4 separate regions of the Mus musculus genome follow, and all the other regions are linked to region 1. A link is a contact called in public Hi-C and HiChIP or PLAC-seq data. All regions are on one chromosome and are shown on one strand. The core of a region is the stretch at or near the end of the contact, and the rest is flanking DNA. Distances in the headings are between cores, read along the strand shown. Region 1 holds the start of 4930578N18Rik (RIKEN cDNA 4930578N18 gene). Region 2 overlaps Samsn1 (SAM domain, SH3 domain and nuclear localization signals, 1). Region 3 holds the start of Samsn1 (SAM domain, SH3 domain and nuclear localization signals, 1). Region 4 has its middle 21 kb from the start of Samsn1.

What was found. A called contact is a pair of places that touch in the nucleus more often than the background predicts. HiChIP or PLAC-seq counts read pairs in DNA pulled down with a chosen protein or histone mark.
Region 2: a contact with region 1 is called in a Hi-C map of myeloid progenitors, with 6 times the contacts expected there. The contact joins the enhancer-like site here to the promoter of 4930578N18Rik in region 1. A contact is called at or near these places in 5 of 39 promoter capture datasets (the 3T3-L1 cell line, the C10 cell line, the HPC-7 cell line and 1 more), 1 of 15 datasets of contacts at CTCF or cohesin (pro-B cells), 11 of 484 Hi-C or Micro-C datasets (B cells, ECoMG-derived neutrophils, the G1E-ER4 cell line and 5 more) and 4 of 115 datasets of contacts at active chromatin or transcription factors (the HPC-7 cell line, acute myeloid leukemia and microglia).
Region 3: a contact with region 1 is called in an H3K27ac HiChIP or PLAC-seq map of bone marrow-derived dendritic cells, with 9 times the contacts expected there. The contact joins the promoter of Samsn1 here to the promoter of 4930578N18Rik in region 1. A contact is called at or near these places in 2 of 39 promoter capture datasets (the C10 cell line and the HPC-7 cell line), 12 of 484 Hi-C or Micro-C datasets (B cells, the Ba/F3 cell line, CD8 T cells and 6 more), 10 of 115 datasets of contacts at active chromatin or transcription factors (the 230-238 cell line, CD8 T cells, the HPC-7 cell line and 4 more) and 2 of 9 other capture datasets (adipose tissue and macrophages).
Region 4: a contact with region 1 is called in an H3K27ac HiChIP or PLAC-seq map of the HPC-7 cell line, with 7 times the contacts expected there. The contact joins the enhancer-like site here to the promoter of 4930578N18Rik in region 1. A contact is called at or near these places in 2 of 39 promoter capture datasets (the C10 cell line and the HPC-7 cell line), 1 of 15 datasets of contacts at CTCF or cohesin (pro-B cells), 9 of 484 Hi-C or Micro-C datasets (CD8 T cells, the G1E-ER4 cell line, the HPC-7 cell line and 6 more) and 4 of 115 datasets of contacts at active chromatin or transcription factors (the HPC-7 cell line, bone marrow-derived dendritic cells, microglia and 1 more).

Annotation. Positions count from the first base shown.
Region 1 is chr16:76,121,039-76,124,641 of GRCm38.p6, reverse strand. It overlaps 4930578N18Rik (RIKEN cDNA 4930578N18 gene), which reads right to left and starts at 2,029. Exons shown (of 3, transcript NR_040575.1): 1 at 1,948-2,029.
Region 2 is chr16:75,876,031-75,879,633 of GRCm38.p6, reverse strand. Samsn1 (SAM domain, SH3 domain and nuclear localization signals, 1) reads left to right here. Exons shown (of 8, transcript NM_023380.2): 4 at 408-537; 5 at 3,057-3,208. Among named protein-coding and RNA genes, the nearest start is that of Samsn1, 31 kb to the left of the region's middle. Within about 2 kb of position 1,948, at least 87 of the 459 cell types and tissues checked have an H3K27ac peak or open chromatin away from gene starts, as enhancers often do. A contact at or near this core is called in the G1E-ER4 cell line, the HPC-5 cell line, the HPC-7 cell line and 6 more, where this site is marked.
Region 3 is chr16:75,907,440-75,911,042 of GRCm38.p6, reverse strand. It overlaps Samsn1 (SAM domain, SH3 domain and nuclear localization signals, 1), which reads left to right and starts at 1,777. Exons shown (of 8, transcript NM_023380.2): 1 at 1,777-1,913. The coding sequence starts at 1,857.
Region 4 is chr16:75,928,340-75,931,942 of GRCm38.p6, reverse strand. No RefSeq gene overlaps it. Among named protein-coding and RNA genes, the nearest start is that of Samsn1, 21 kb to the right of the region's middle. Within about 2 kb of position 2,067, at least 37 of the 459 cell types and tissues checked have an H3K27ac peak or open chromatin away from gene starts, as enhancers often do. A contact at or near this core is called in the HPC-7 cell line, bone marrow-derived dendritic cells and granulocyte-monocyte progenitors, where this site is marked.

The DNA.
Region 1 (3,603 bases), core at 780-3,279:
CTTCTGATATATATGCAGCTAGAGACAGGAGCTCCGGGAGGTACTGGTTAGTTCATAATGTTGTTCCACCTATAGGATTGCAGATCCCTTTAGCTCCTTGGGTACTTTCTCTAGCTCCTCCATTGGGGGCCCTGTGATCCATCCAATAGCTGACTGTGAGCATCCACTTCTGTGTTTGCTAGGCCCCAGCATAGTCTCACAAGAGACAGCTCTATCTGGGTCCTTTCAGCAATATCTTGCTAGTGTATGAAATGGTGTCAGCGTTTGGAAGCTGATTATGGGATGGATCCTCGGATATGGCAGTCTCTAGATGGTCTATCCTTTCGTCTCATCTCCAAACTGTGTCTCTGTAACTCCTTCGATGGGTGTTTTGTTCCCAATTCTAAGAAGGGGCAAAATATCTCAGAGGCTCACTCCAGTGCGATACTTCTTTCAAGCTAAGAGGTAATTTCCCCCAACTTTGTGAAAGGCACCACAGCCATTTGATTTCAGTTTATGCAAAGTCCTTTGGGCGGAAAGAAATGAGATGTTTTAACAAGGCAATTTCTTGCAGAAAAGTACGGGGCATAACAAATAACAGAACAATTGACTCCAGGAATAACTTTCTTGCTTTTCCTTATTCCAGATTGGCTCATTTATTTTCAGTCCTTAAGAAGAGTAAGGTACATTGAGCATGAATCTAATTAAAGTCCTGTCACAAGTGTCATAGTAATTTAGACCTGCTTGGAAGTCTGGATGCCTGTTGCAGGCTCTAACAAGATCTGGTTCCCCACTTTTTTAGCTCATTCCCCACAACCCATTTGGACGCTCACCCTCCTTGCTTTGTATTGGACACTCCAGGTGTTTCTGCCCCCAGATCTTCCTCTGTTCCCTGTAGGTTTTTTGTCCCTGTCTTTACCTTACCTTTGTCCAGGTCTAGACACAGGAGGCTCCATACACACCATAGTGGCAGACTGTCTTTCTCCTTTTCTGTATTCCCAGTCTGCTTAGCTTTCTCAAAGCCTTTATGACTACACTACAGAACACCTGACCTTATACTGTTTCATGCCCTTCTTCTCTCTCTACCCAGATTCTGGGCTTCCAGAGGTCATGGTATATTCGTATTTGGCTTGATCTGTCTATTCCAGCCCCTGTCCCTGCCTAGTCAATGCTGCATTTGGCAAACGACACAACAGAATGGGCTCTTTTAAGTGATAGGTCTTCAATTATGTTTAATCTGTATTAAGCTCTTTGTAGAAATCATAACTCAAGCAACAGGATTAATGAAAAAAAAAAACTTTTTTTTTTCTCCCGTTGCCTTAAGTAACAGATTGAAAATTCCTAGGACAGGGTAGAACAGAGAAGTCGACATTAATTTAATTAAAGAGGAGCCATTTAAGATAGCAGAGTCATTTTGACCCAGTGTTAATGAGGGGAAACTGACATCGCAGCTGGGCCCCTCTCCTGGCTGCGTTCATGCTGATTACCAAATATGCGAACACAGTCTGCTGCCTCCAGACTGCTGCTGCAATGGCAGGTGGTGTCTCCTGTCTGAGGAGTTGGGGGCATTTCTTGTGAGAAGGTCAGCCACTCAGGGCAGTGAGAACATGAAGGAGCTCTTTCTCCTACAGCAAGTCTTCAGAAGAAGAAGAAGAAGAAGAAGAAGAAGAAGAAGAAGAAGAAAACCATGAGAGAGCATATCACGCCTCAGAATTCAGATGAAAACTTCTCCCAGGGTTCCTTGACACCCGGTAACTACATTTACAAGCGATAAGCAGAGCCAGACAGGAAAGCAGGGGTGAAGTCAGAGGACCTGCATCTCTTGCTATCGCTCCTTGATCTGCCTGCCCTTCAGACTCATGTCTTTCAGGAAGAAAGCATTCTTGCTACCCTCCAACGAGCATTCAACTCACTCAGCTCACAGGTCTAGCCTCCAAATCCTCAGTGCTCTGAAGAAAACATTCTTACCCATGAATGGCATTCTGCTGCAGACTATGTGTCTAACCGTCTTGAAGGGACATCTCCTCCATGCCATACTTGGCAGCAGAAATGGCCACCGCAGAGAGTAATAAAGCATGACTCCTCTCCATGGTGATGAAGTGTAAATGATGTCATAAATCCCAGGGAAGGGGTGTGATCAACTAGTTATGGGCTCCCTATGGACAGCATGTCAATAACTAAGGGAGTGAAGAAGGCCTCCGTTGGAAGGTGATATTTGAATCTGAAAGATGAATAGGACATTGTATCAGACAGAAATGTCAGGGAAAGGGCACACTACGGAGAGGAAACAACATGTTTCAAGGAGATAAGGCTCATGTAACATCAGGATTTTAGGTCTCTTTCTCTCCCTCTCCCTCCCTCCCTTTTCCTTCTCTCTCTGTTTGTCACTGTCTCTGTCTGTCTTTCCCTCTCCCTCCCTCCCTCCCTCTCTCTCTCTCTCTCTGTGTTTCTGTCTTTCTGTGTACCTTTATTTCTCCCTTTCTCTCTGTTTCTGTCTTTCTTTCTTTGTCTGTCTTTGTCTCTGTCTCTGTCTCTCTTTCTGTGTGTGTGTGTCCAGGTAGCTGTATGTGCAATCCTAGGCACAGTATATTGGAGGACAGTGGTTACATCTGTAGGAGCTACCTGTTTCCAACCCCCAGTGTAAAGTGTTTGAGGCAGGGAATTAGACACATACTCCCCGCCAAGCTCTGCAAGAACTAAAGACAGTTTCTGTGTAGAAATTCTATCACGTGTTTCTGAACTGCCATGTCTGAGTGTATTCACTCTCATGACCACCAGAGAGCCTGCTCACAACAATCATAGAAAGTTATACGCTCTATATCATGTGTCATATCACTCAAGAGTGATATATGTGTCATATCACTCAAGAGTGGGTTCTAACAGCACAGGATATGGTGTGGGGTGATGGGCCGTACACAGACAGCCTGGTCCCAGTCAAGCAAAGGTCTGGAACCCCAGTGACTTCCACCTGCATGGGACAGAAGGTGTTTGGTCTTGCCTCCTGGGTCCCTGGCTCTTGTCACATAGCTACAGCCTCCCACAGCCCTCCACAGAGGAATATGTGGTCATCAGTCAAGTAGGAGCAGCACCAAGCCCTCCCACACACAAATAAGGTTTCTTCCAAGCTCTTAGACCAAACCAATGAGAAGTACCTGTTGTCAGACCCTTACGTACCCCAAAACTGTATATAGGAATCCTATTTGGAAGGATTAAAGGTGTGTGCAAACTACTCCATAGTCCAAACCTTCTGTCCTAAGAGCTGTAACACTTGGGAAGAGGTCTACCCTTCTGAAGCTTCCCTTCGCTGGAACTCTCATACCAAGCAAGGCCAGAGATCTCCGTGGAAAGCCTCTGGTACCCAGACCCACAGTATGGTATTACCAGGCCTCCTTTACTCAGCAAACAGACCTTAGAGGGATGAGGATGCTCATCAAGCTCAGGGATAGTCAGGTACCACTGGCGGAGGAGGCCTCGTTGTACAGGCTCCACGGCAAAGCCTATGTTTGTACTTCGTCTCATAATCATCAGAGAAATGAGTGAACTTGGGGGGGGTGCAATATTAAGTGAGTTTTACAAAGACTATTCTATCATTTTTGTTGGCAGGAAAATAATTTTATAAAAAAA
Region 2 (3,603 bases), core at 699-3,198, 240 kb after region 1:
GCTGTAGTACCAGATCTCAAAGGATTAGTAATGGTGGCAAACAGATAAGAAGAACATGAAAAGTAACTGCACTTTATGCAGAAAAAGCATTCATGCTACTCCATCTCACATTTCTGACTAAGTAATCTTGATATGATATTCATCTTTATTTGCAAAAATATAGACCATTATAATTGCAGTTGAATTCCACAATAAGTAATGTCTCATCTAGGGAATTTTCCCAAGTATCCTCTAACTGTTTTCCTAGAAAATGAACTGAAGATTAATGACCCTCATATTTTATGCTGATGTATTCATGAGTGTTTTATTGTTTAAATGTATCTTGCTTGTTGAGTCAGTGCACACAGTGAACCTGTCTGTGGAAAACTGATCTGCACACTTAACCTCTGATACCTTTTCTCCTGAAGGAGGAAGAAAGTGGAGAGGAAGCCCTCCCATATCGGAACAGTGATCCCATGATTGGAACACATACAGAGAAGATCTCACTCAAAGCCAGCGACTCTATGGACAGTCTTTACAGTGGGCAGAGTTCATCAAGTAAGGCCAATGAGTAAGAGGTGTCATGGCAGACATGGAGCCTGGGATAAGCTAGTTCAAAACAGTGAATGCTCACTCTGAGGGTGTTTATCAAATTAGAAACAAAGATCCAGATACATGACAATAGAGAAGTTGGAAAGGTTAGAGCCTTGACTATACATGGACTTACTAGTGATTGTGATACATAGCACAACATATTTCTGATGCTATAGCCTACAGGGATCTGGTGCAATGCCTCAAAAAGTTCATCTATCTATTTATTTATTTATTAGATATTTTCTTTATATACATTTCAAATGCTATCCCGAAAGTTCCCTATACCCTCCCTCTGCCCTGTGGAACAACAATATGAAATAACCAGTAGCCTCAAAAAGTTCTTTTAGGTAACAAAGTCTGATATAAAACTTTTATGCTCTGAAGAACGTAGTGTTATCTTGATTCAAAAGACATAACATTATTTGAAATAGAGAAGTAGACGACTATTCTTTATTTTTCTCCCATGGGCCTTCTTTGATTGTTTTCTTTTTCTTTTTGTCCTTTCTTTCCTCCCTCTCTCATTCCCCCACTCATTTCTGTCTGTCTGTCTGTCTTTCTTTTTGTCTTTTTTTCTGCCTGTCTTTCTCTCTCTATTTGTTCTTTCTTTCTTTCTTCCTTCCTTTCTTCCTTCCTTCCTTTCTTTCTTTCTTTCTTTCTTTCTTTCTTTCTTTCTTTCTTTCTTTCTTTCTTTCTTCCTTCCTTTTTTTTTTTTTCAAAACAGGGTTTCTCTGTGTAGCCCTAGCTGTCCTGGAACTCACTCTGTAGAGCAGGCTGGCCTCAAACTAAGAAATCTGCCTGCCTTTGCCTCCCAAGTGCTGGGATTAAAGGTTTGTGCCACCACTGCCCAGCCCTTCCTTCTTTTCTTCCTTCCTTTCTTTCTTTCCTTCTTTCTTTCTTTCTTTCTTTCTTTCTTTCTTTCGTTTCTTTCCTTCTTTCTTTCTTTCTTTTCCTACTTTTCTGCAAAGTGCAGGACATTTGCCTTAATTCTGTCGTTTCCATTTACTGTTAGTAAGTAGAGACTGGTGCAGTGAATAATACTGTGTGATAGATACGTCGCCAGTGGGGTGGGAAAGGAGATTAGCAGGAACTATAAGTGTGGAATCAACACTGCTATTGGTCTAAGAAGGACATTACTTAACATCAGTTACATTTTATGCTACAACAGTTACAAGAAACTACTGATAGTGCTGGTGCCTCATATATTTTATATAAGTAAACTGTTATCTTTGCTCCAGTCCAGTATCTTCAGGACTTTCAAATGTCTCTGCAAAGATTATTTTCCAGTTGTTTTTAAATCAAGTACTTCTGTTATTCAAAGATGACTCACAAAGAACAGATGTTTTGAATATTCTCAATTTTCTTCATATTAGCTATACAATAGCTATTTTGTTGTAAAAAGCTAATGCTGACACATTTTAAGGATGCAGTGTGTGTGTCATTCAGATTTCATAAGTATCCAGTTCTGCTAGAAGTTTTCAAATTCAAGGTTGTGATACTGAATGTGAGAAGAATTATATGATTCCAACATACCATGCAAAGCCAGCACCCGTACACTAATCCAGAAGGGAGGTGTGGGGAGATAGTGTTTCACTCACATGCTACATTTCTATTCACACCCAATGTGGAACTTACAGGACTTTTGCCTTATTTCAAAATCCACGGCAGTGAAACTGCCGCTCTTGCCTCCTTGAGCAGCAAAAGGTCAACCTGAAAGAGGAAGTGAGGAGCCTGTGAGTGTGGGAGAAACAGCCAGGCACTTTCACTGCCAACAGCTGTGACACTACAGAAGGGAAGCAAAATGGAGCAAGATGGAATGCTCTCTGTGTTTGCTTTGCTCACTTTTTATTTTTCTCAAGTGAAGTTCAAGATCAGAAGGGAAGGGAGACCAGAAAATAAGCACCCAGACAGTTTGGAGGTTCACACATGTGGGCAACTCTCCTCTCCACCCCTGTGGCAAACAAAAGTATCACACAAAGATGTTTATAGGCAAAGATGTTTCTTTCATATGGTCTTTGGCACACAGTAAGAATTCTTGGAAAGACTTTTTAATCACAATTACATAAGTTGTATGGAACTCTGAAATGTCATGTGTTGATTACTTATGATCAATAACAACACAAAATGATTAAACTGTTTCTATTGAATTCTTTCATAGTTTCCAACTCGGAAATTATCTGTCAAGGTCAAAGTTTGAATCTATTCTTTGCTCCAACTTAGCAAGTGGAGCATTGATTGTTTAATGCCCTTTAAGGCAGATCAGATCCAAATGAGGAGATATTTTGAAATGAGATGGTATTGGAATAAGGACTATCTAGAGTATTCAGACTGGCAAGAAAGCATCAAACCTAGCTTACAAGACAGGGTTTCCGAAGGGATGTGACTGAGAACTGCATAAGGCTGGCATCCGTTGCTCCAGTTTGAGGTAATGGTACAGGAAGCTAAAAGCCTTGGAAGCTACAAACTGTTAACCTTTACTTTGTCAGGTGGAATAACAAGCTGTTCAGATGGAACAAGTAATCGGGACAGCTTCCGACTGGATGATGACAGCCCCTACTCAGGGCCATTCTGTGGCCGGGCCAAAGTGCACACAGACTTCACGCCAAGTCCCTATGACACCGACTCCCTTAAAATCAAGGTGGGCCAACATTACATATGCTTCCTGGTTTATCAAACACTAGTTGCATGATAGATTTTAGGGACTAACAGAAGTTGCCAGTAAAGATGTATGTTCTTTCGATACAGTAAGTTGGACTAGCTCATAGCAGGAAGAGTTTGAACTTAGTATGAACTAGGGTGTAAATCTCCTATCGACTGTGGCTGTTAGCATTAGAGAATACAAATTCTGCACTGTTTTGAACTCTGCAGCTCTTAGACGTGGCCAGCTAGATATGTCCACCTGATACATACTAGAGTAAAACAATGAAGCAAAAGAGGGAGAGAGGACAGGAACGATCTGGCAGGAAGCCAACAGTCAAGGCTGTGGGGAACCAGACTTGGCTGGTTCTTCCTAAGTGTGTTGCCATGAGAAAC
Region 3 (3,603 bases), core at 528-3,027, 210 kb after region 1:
ATTCATTATCTACAGATAATTTTTGGTGTAAACTATTCTGAAGTGATGGTGCATAAGGGCGGCCCATATTGGCATTAGCTTTGATTCTCAGTGAAACGATCATTTAGGAACTATCACCATTATCCTCCTCACTGAACTGATCAAATTCCACTCCTGAATTAAACTCCCATCCGTTTCACAAAGAGATGGAAGAGTACAAGGAGCACTGATGTCTCAGATAAGAAAATATCTTTTCATGGCTCTTAATTTCTTAGGCGACGGAATAGTTTATTCCCTTGGGTTAACTGAGAACCACCCAGAAAATTTACAGAAAGTCACACTGCTAGGGAATTACCGAGCCTTAGGTTTTCAGGTTGTCTGGTGTTATTCCCCTGTCATTGTTCTGAAAATACTAACCTCTTACTTCTCAAAATTACCCTCCTGCCACTGCAGCTGTTTATTAACTCCAATCCTCTTAAGTGGTTTACCCAATTCTATTGTAGTGCATAAAATACCATTTTGTTCTTGCTAGTTAAGAGGTTTATTGCATAGAAATTGAGTACCCACTACGTTCAATAGCACAGAGTGGGTATTCAATTTAGTATTTAAGCGAATTAGTGAATTTCAGCTGGGACTCCAGGACGAAGGCAGAGAGGTGGGAGGGACAACTGAGAAAAGAGGGCCAGAGCATGATTCTTAGAGAAGCACTTCCTAAAAATATGGTGCTACTGTTTTTAATCTGAGGAGTTTATGAGCAGAAAGTACAAGTTTTCTTGAAGCAGGCCATTTAACCAGAGCCTGCATTTGAAACAATCTGCACAAGCTCATCTGATAAGGGCTTCATTTTTCAAGGAAGTCTGAGCAACCTTCTCTTTTATCTGGATCTCTGGATCTGGCTTTCAGCAAAACCTTTAAGACATATTGGGGCTATTCCAGGCCCACTTAGTAGACACTGGATGCCTTGTCTGGAGAGAGGACTGAGCAGTCGGTAGCATCACCCACCAACCAGGCATTACCAGGGTACAGAGTACGTATACTATGTAGCAGGAAGTGGTTCTTTTATTAATCAGGGGGTTTTAACAATGATATGCTTGCTTTTTCAATGTCACCAATGCCCACTCATCAATATCTGGAGCTAGAATCCTATTACAGTTAGGTACTTTTAATCTATACCCTATTACGGTAGCTTTAGGGAGGATTAATATTATTTAACTTCAAATTGATCGTCATGTAGAAATATACAATTATGTATTGAGAAAGATACAGACATATGTCACATTTAAAAAGTGGGCAATGAAATTGAAAGGTAGGTTCCCTGGAAAATTTGGAAGGAGAAAAATGAAAAGGTGGAAATGATGTAAGTGTATTATATAACCTCAAATAATAAAATATTATAAAAATATAAAATGGAATTCTTTAAATAGTCTCAAACTTTTAAAAATCCACAATATTCTGTTTGATTTCATTTAAAAGGTTCAGATATTTTCCTCTTGTGCCATCTTTTTTAATGTGTTAAATTCTTTTACATAAACTGAGAAAATAAGTTTTGTTTTCCAAACCATTACACCCTTAGTAATTACCGTAGCCATGTCAAAGGTGTGAGCTAAGAATTATATCATAGAATACAGCACCGAGAATACAGTACAGAGTTACCAAATAATTACGGTAAGGAAGGAAAGGAAAAAAAAAAAAAAAAAAAAAAGAAACCTTCAACCAAGCAGACACTGAAGTCACATCCTGACCAGAGGAGGAAGTGTCACATCAGACACTTCCTCAGTGCTATCAGATGCTGGGTATCACGGAGAGCACCCGTGCCTGCTCTCAGTTGTCTCTGTAACAGCAGCAACTGTGCTCACTAGAGGTGGCCAGAATTCAAAATGCTAAAGAGGAAGCCATCCAATGCCTCAGACAAGGAGAAACACCAAAAACCGAAGGTAAGTTTATTTTCTTACAGAGTAAAACTAACCAAATACTGTACTAGAAAGCAACACTTACTTGCAAATGTATAACACAGACACACCAGACACACACACACACACACACACACACACACACACATACCATTTACACATACGCACATATACGTGTATACACACACATACACAAACTCATTCAAGCACACAACACATTCAAACAAACCACACAGTGACATACATCTCTCTCTCTCTCTCTCTCTCTCTCTCTCTCTCTCTCTCACACACACACACACACACACACACACACACACACACACACACACAAGCATACATGCACACTCACAGCCTACATCATCACCCTACTACTTACATGACATTTTATCTGTCACTTCTAAATTAATTTAAGTAGAGGACTAAGTGCATCAAAATACATATGGAAGAATTTGCATACTGATGAGCAATTATGGTCTTCACAATTGTGTATTAGATTCAACCCTTTATGTTGTTAGCTAAGATTGGGTTAGGATAATTTTATGGAACTCTGTTTGGTGGCCTCCACTTAACCATTAATATCATGAATTCTCTGCCTATTTTTCATTCCTTGGTTGTTCAATATCTTACCAGTGTTCTGAAGGAATTATTTTATCTGTTAAATTGTAGATATTTAAAATACATAACAGTAAGAAGACTAAAATGGAGAAATTTTAGGTTAGTTTTTTAAAATTCTTTTTGTAATTTGAATGTTCAGCTATGATATCTTGTAGTAGACATGCATTTTCACATTGTCATTAGAGAGAATTGTGCCCTATTTTGAGAAGACACAAAATTTATAAATTAGTAAATTTGATAAGCCAGTCTTATGTAGTATGTTCTTTTATTCTTTCTCTTGATAACAATTGGCATTAAAAATAATATAGGAAAAGCCAAGTTTACATTCTTATAGAACTTTAAACGTCATTTACTAGTAACATTAATTTCTTTAGTATGAAGTTGTGATGTCAGAAAATTTCTGTCCTGTTTATACATTCCTAACGTTTCTCAAATAAATTCAATCTTTTTGTTGGTGAGATAAATACTAGTGGATTCTTTGTTTTTAAGGAGTTTACACTTTGTCATCAGCTTTTATTTCTCATTGGGAGAGAGACAGTTTGGGGACTGATTTTCCTTCTGAACTGAGTAGGCACAGGACAGTCTTCAACGGTTTAAAACCTTTGGCAAAAGATCTGAAGTAAACTGAGAATTCATTATTTCCAAGTACAGGAAACTAAAACTAGATGATTTTCAACATTATTGTTTCTAATGCAAAAAAAGTCAACAAAGGTTAAACAAGCATCTTAGAAACACATAGTACAAAAATATATTGCACTTTCTGTTTTTTCATTACTAAAATAAAAATTCACAGCAACACATCCCAAAATATCCAAGAAAGGTTTTTCAAAGAATCATTTTTTATTTCTTCATATGATTATATTTGTTGTGAGCTGAGCTCTATCTCAAGTCTCATATGATTGTTTTTTATGTAAAATAGCACTGATTAAATAAAAATATTCAGTTGATCATATTTTGGGAATATTACAAAAATTGATAAAAAGTGGCTTACCTCAAAATTTTTCAAAAATGACACTTGACTATTTCATAAGGACTGTATTGCACATTATATTGTCAGTATATCATTTCACTAAACTGTTTTCAAAATGATCTTTCATTA
Region 4 (3,603 bases), core at 818-3,317, 190 kb after region 1:
CTGGGTTTTGTTTTGTTGAGTGGAAAAAACTGAACAAGAACATGGTACCTATTAAAACTCATGTGTTTTCTTAGACTGTGGGGGTCACAGAGATGACTAAGACAGCTAATATTACAGGTGCACCATTTGCAACTTTTAACCACTTGGGATCCCAATTGAGACTGAATGCACATTGCTGGGTTTTCCTAGTTTTCAAGATTCGTTCCTTCACTTTACCTAATTTTCTCAGGAGAGATACAGATAGAATGACCTCCCTATAAATATTCAGAGTAAATATCTAATAAGGTTTGCTTTTGCCTTCCCAGAGTGCTCCAGTGGCTTTATGCCTACGAGTCTCTGGGGAACTCAGACAAGACTCAGGACTGGGGTGCCTGCTGGTCTCAAGATTCTGCATCTCCGACATGGCAAATTATCACCACATTAGCAACGTCTCACACAAGTAAAATGACTTTGGCTTTTAAAAACTCATCTACTTTATCATAGCCTGATGTTGTACACTTTTCATGATACTTTATTTCAGGGCAAGGATATAACTCCAGGTCATAATAGTATTTTTCATAGGAGAATGAAAAATGAAGGAACAAAATTCATGTTCCCTTTCCTTCCTGGGTAGTTGTAAAACAAGTAGTTGAATTCACTCTAAAATTCCTTATGAATATTCAGTGTACAATCTTTATGCATCTCATGGTTTCCTGCTATTAAATACAACCATACTGATGAATAATTGGGTTAGAAATATGCCCTTATTACAGCTAACCTCAGCCCAACCCAAAGCCAAGCCTGTATGTCACCCAGATAAAGGACTCTCAGACAATGTATAAAAATCCTCAAAAGCAAGAACTTACTTATTCTTTTGATCAAAAGAAAAAAAACTGGAATATTCACATTGTTTTCGATAAGAACAAAATATTGAGTATTTTAAATTAGTGACAAAATGAAAATATTCATAGAAAAACATAAATTGGTAACTTTGATAATAGCTATTATTTCTATGTCATTCCATGAAGTTTTTAATGGGTAGATCTGTCCAAGTCAAGGGATCAGGGAACACTTTTGTGATATGGCTAGTTGAGTTCAAGTCTAATGAGTTGAACTTAATTAACCCAAAATAAAAGTGATAGAAAAATCGTAAGAATGGATGGGGACTGAATCTCTCAGGAAAAAAGGCACCAGGTAAGACTGAGGAAGGGGACCCACAGGACCTTGTAAGTTACCCTGAGTTGTACTGTTCATCTTCTAAGAACAATGGAGACCTAGAAAACTGGGGAGACTGTTTTCTGCTTGCTGGCTTCTTTCTCATTTGCTTGGTAAAGGAATGGAGAAAGGTAGTCAATTTGCATTTTGAAAAGATGGCTGGCTACATATGGTGAGACCTGTGTGGAGGGGATGACAGACTGGGGGCGGGGGGGGGGGGGTGGGGGTGGCGACTTTAACAATGGTGAAATGTAGACAGAGATTCATAAAAATTCTCAGGCTCACAGATTATGTCCTCAGTAGCAGCAGCATTTCTCTAAATGAAAGAAATGTCAGCTTTAAAAGTCATCTTTTGTGATGTCAACCAAAAAGCCCCATTCTCTTTAGGACGTATGGTCACAGATGAGAGGGGAGAAGTGATACCATGACTCTAGCATATATTTCGATTCTGCCCTTTGATTTTTAAACTCTGGAGCTCATAGACACCATCATAGCTTAATGGAATCATTACCAGTGGATCAGGAAATGTCATTCATTTGCGTCCCCCATTCCACTTGGACATAGGCCATTGTTTCCACAGAGTGGCTGGGAGCCATGCAGAGTTTCAAGGGAAATTGGCCTTTCAGAGGGGCATCTGAGTAGATAATGCATATTGCCACCGTAAAAATCGCTAATGAATATTAAGGGTGGCTCTCATTTGTGGTGATTGAAATGAACTCATAAATTCTCTCTAGGATGCGGGAATTTTTTGCCCTCCCCGCTGAGAGATTTAATGGATTTGCGGCATTCTGAATGATTTGGCAAGAAATCAGAGGTATCGGTGCAGTCACCCACAAAGGGCACTTTAGTTTCTCGCATGTGATAGTCAACCACCACAAAATATTTTCTGTAAGAACTTAGAATGATTGATGCAACCCACCGTAAGTCATGACAGGGTGTCAACTGAAAAACTGAAAAAAAAAAAAAAAAAAAAAAAAGAAGTGGTTAAAGACACCACAGCTTTCAAAACAAATTTGACTTTTAGAGAAGGGTTATTTCCTCTTGGAAAAAAAAAAAAGTTAGACCTGCCACCTGCAGGAAATTTAAATCAGTTGTTTGCAGCAGAGGACATCATATTTCGAGGCCACTGAGAGTTCCTCCTGCTCTCTCTCTGTATGGAACAGATTAAACTGTTCCCATTCGGTGATAAATACATCAGAAAAAAAAAAAAGCTGTAACAGGAACACAGTAGTTGTAGCAGTTAATGGCACAGCTTCCCGTTAAAACAATATTCTTTGGGTTTCTTCGGCCAGTTCCCACTTTATGTGTGCTATTTTTTGATGAGTTAATTTTTTTTGAATTTGCATAATCAATAACTTTCAGAGCTGTATAGAACTGAAGAAAACCGAAGGCAAGAACTCTAAGGGGCATGGCTGGCTGGCTGAGATTGGGATAGCAGGACGAATTCTGAGAATGCAGGAGTAATCTATCAAAGCAGCAGGCTGGGATGAAAACTAAATCCTAATGTGTATATGTGGGAAGAAAATGAAAAAATAACCCAGAGAAGAAATTGCCTTTGAATTTCTTCATGACAAGCAACCATTGCCTGAAACATATAATGCAAAGATGAAAACTGTTTAAAAAAAGTAGTCATCATATTATGTAAGAGAATATTTTCAGAGAAAACGAAGTCAATTTGTATGATATTTCTTAGTACATCCAATACCCGAGAACAAGAATAATCCCGGGAGAACTTATTCTGTTAAAGTGGTGAGTTGTTTCATAAATCAACTCTATGAACCTCCTTTCTTATGAGTAAGAAAATCTGCAAGACATTAGCTCACATGTTCAGTCTTTATTTACAAGAAGGAAAACCATGACTTAAGACATTGAGGTCCTTGGATAGTGGATAACAAAGCTTGGCTCACTGGAAGAGGTCTTACTGAGTGTTGATGTGGCTTCCAATAGACTTCCTGTGTATGGGAAACCCTTCCTGTGAAAAGATTCTGTGAAAAGATTCTGCGCTGGAAAATATGTCAGATAGTGTTAGATATTCTTTCTTTAGTTGTAAAATAATGCATATAAAGGTTGAATGCTAAGATGCCTTCCTGGTTCTATACTCTCAAGGCAACTTTGTTACAGAAGGCATAATGACTACATATTATTTTAAAACTACCACTTGAAGAAAAGTGCCTTGCTTACTTTAAAAATCAACCTTTGATGCCACACATTGCAAATAACTTTCAGTATGTGACTTTACAATGGAAAAGAAGAAATGTGTCTTTCTAAAAGCAGCTGCAGGCAGATTAGAACTCAGTGCTGCTCAGAAGTGAGAGGTGGATATATTTATGAGTCAGTAGCTTAGAGAACTTCTTCTGTGGGAACATCAGAGGCCTCTGTAAAACACTGAAGGCTTGAAGTAGGAAATCT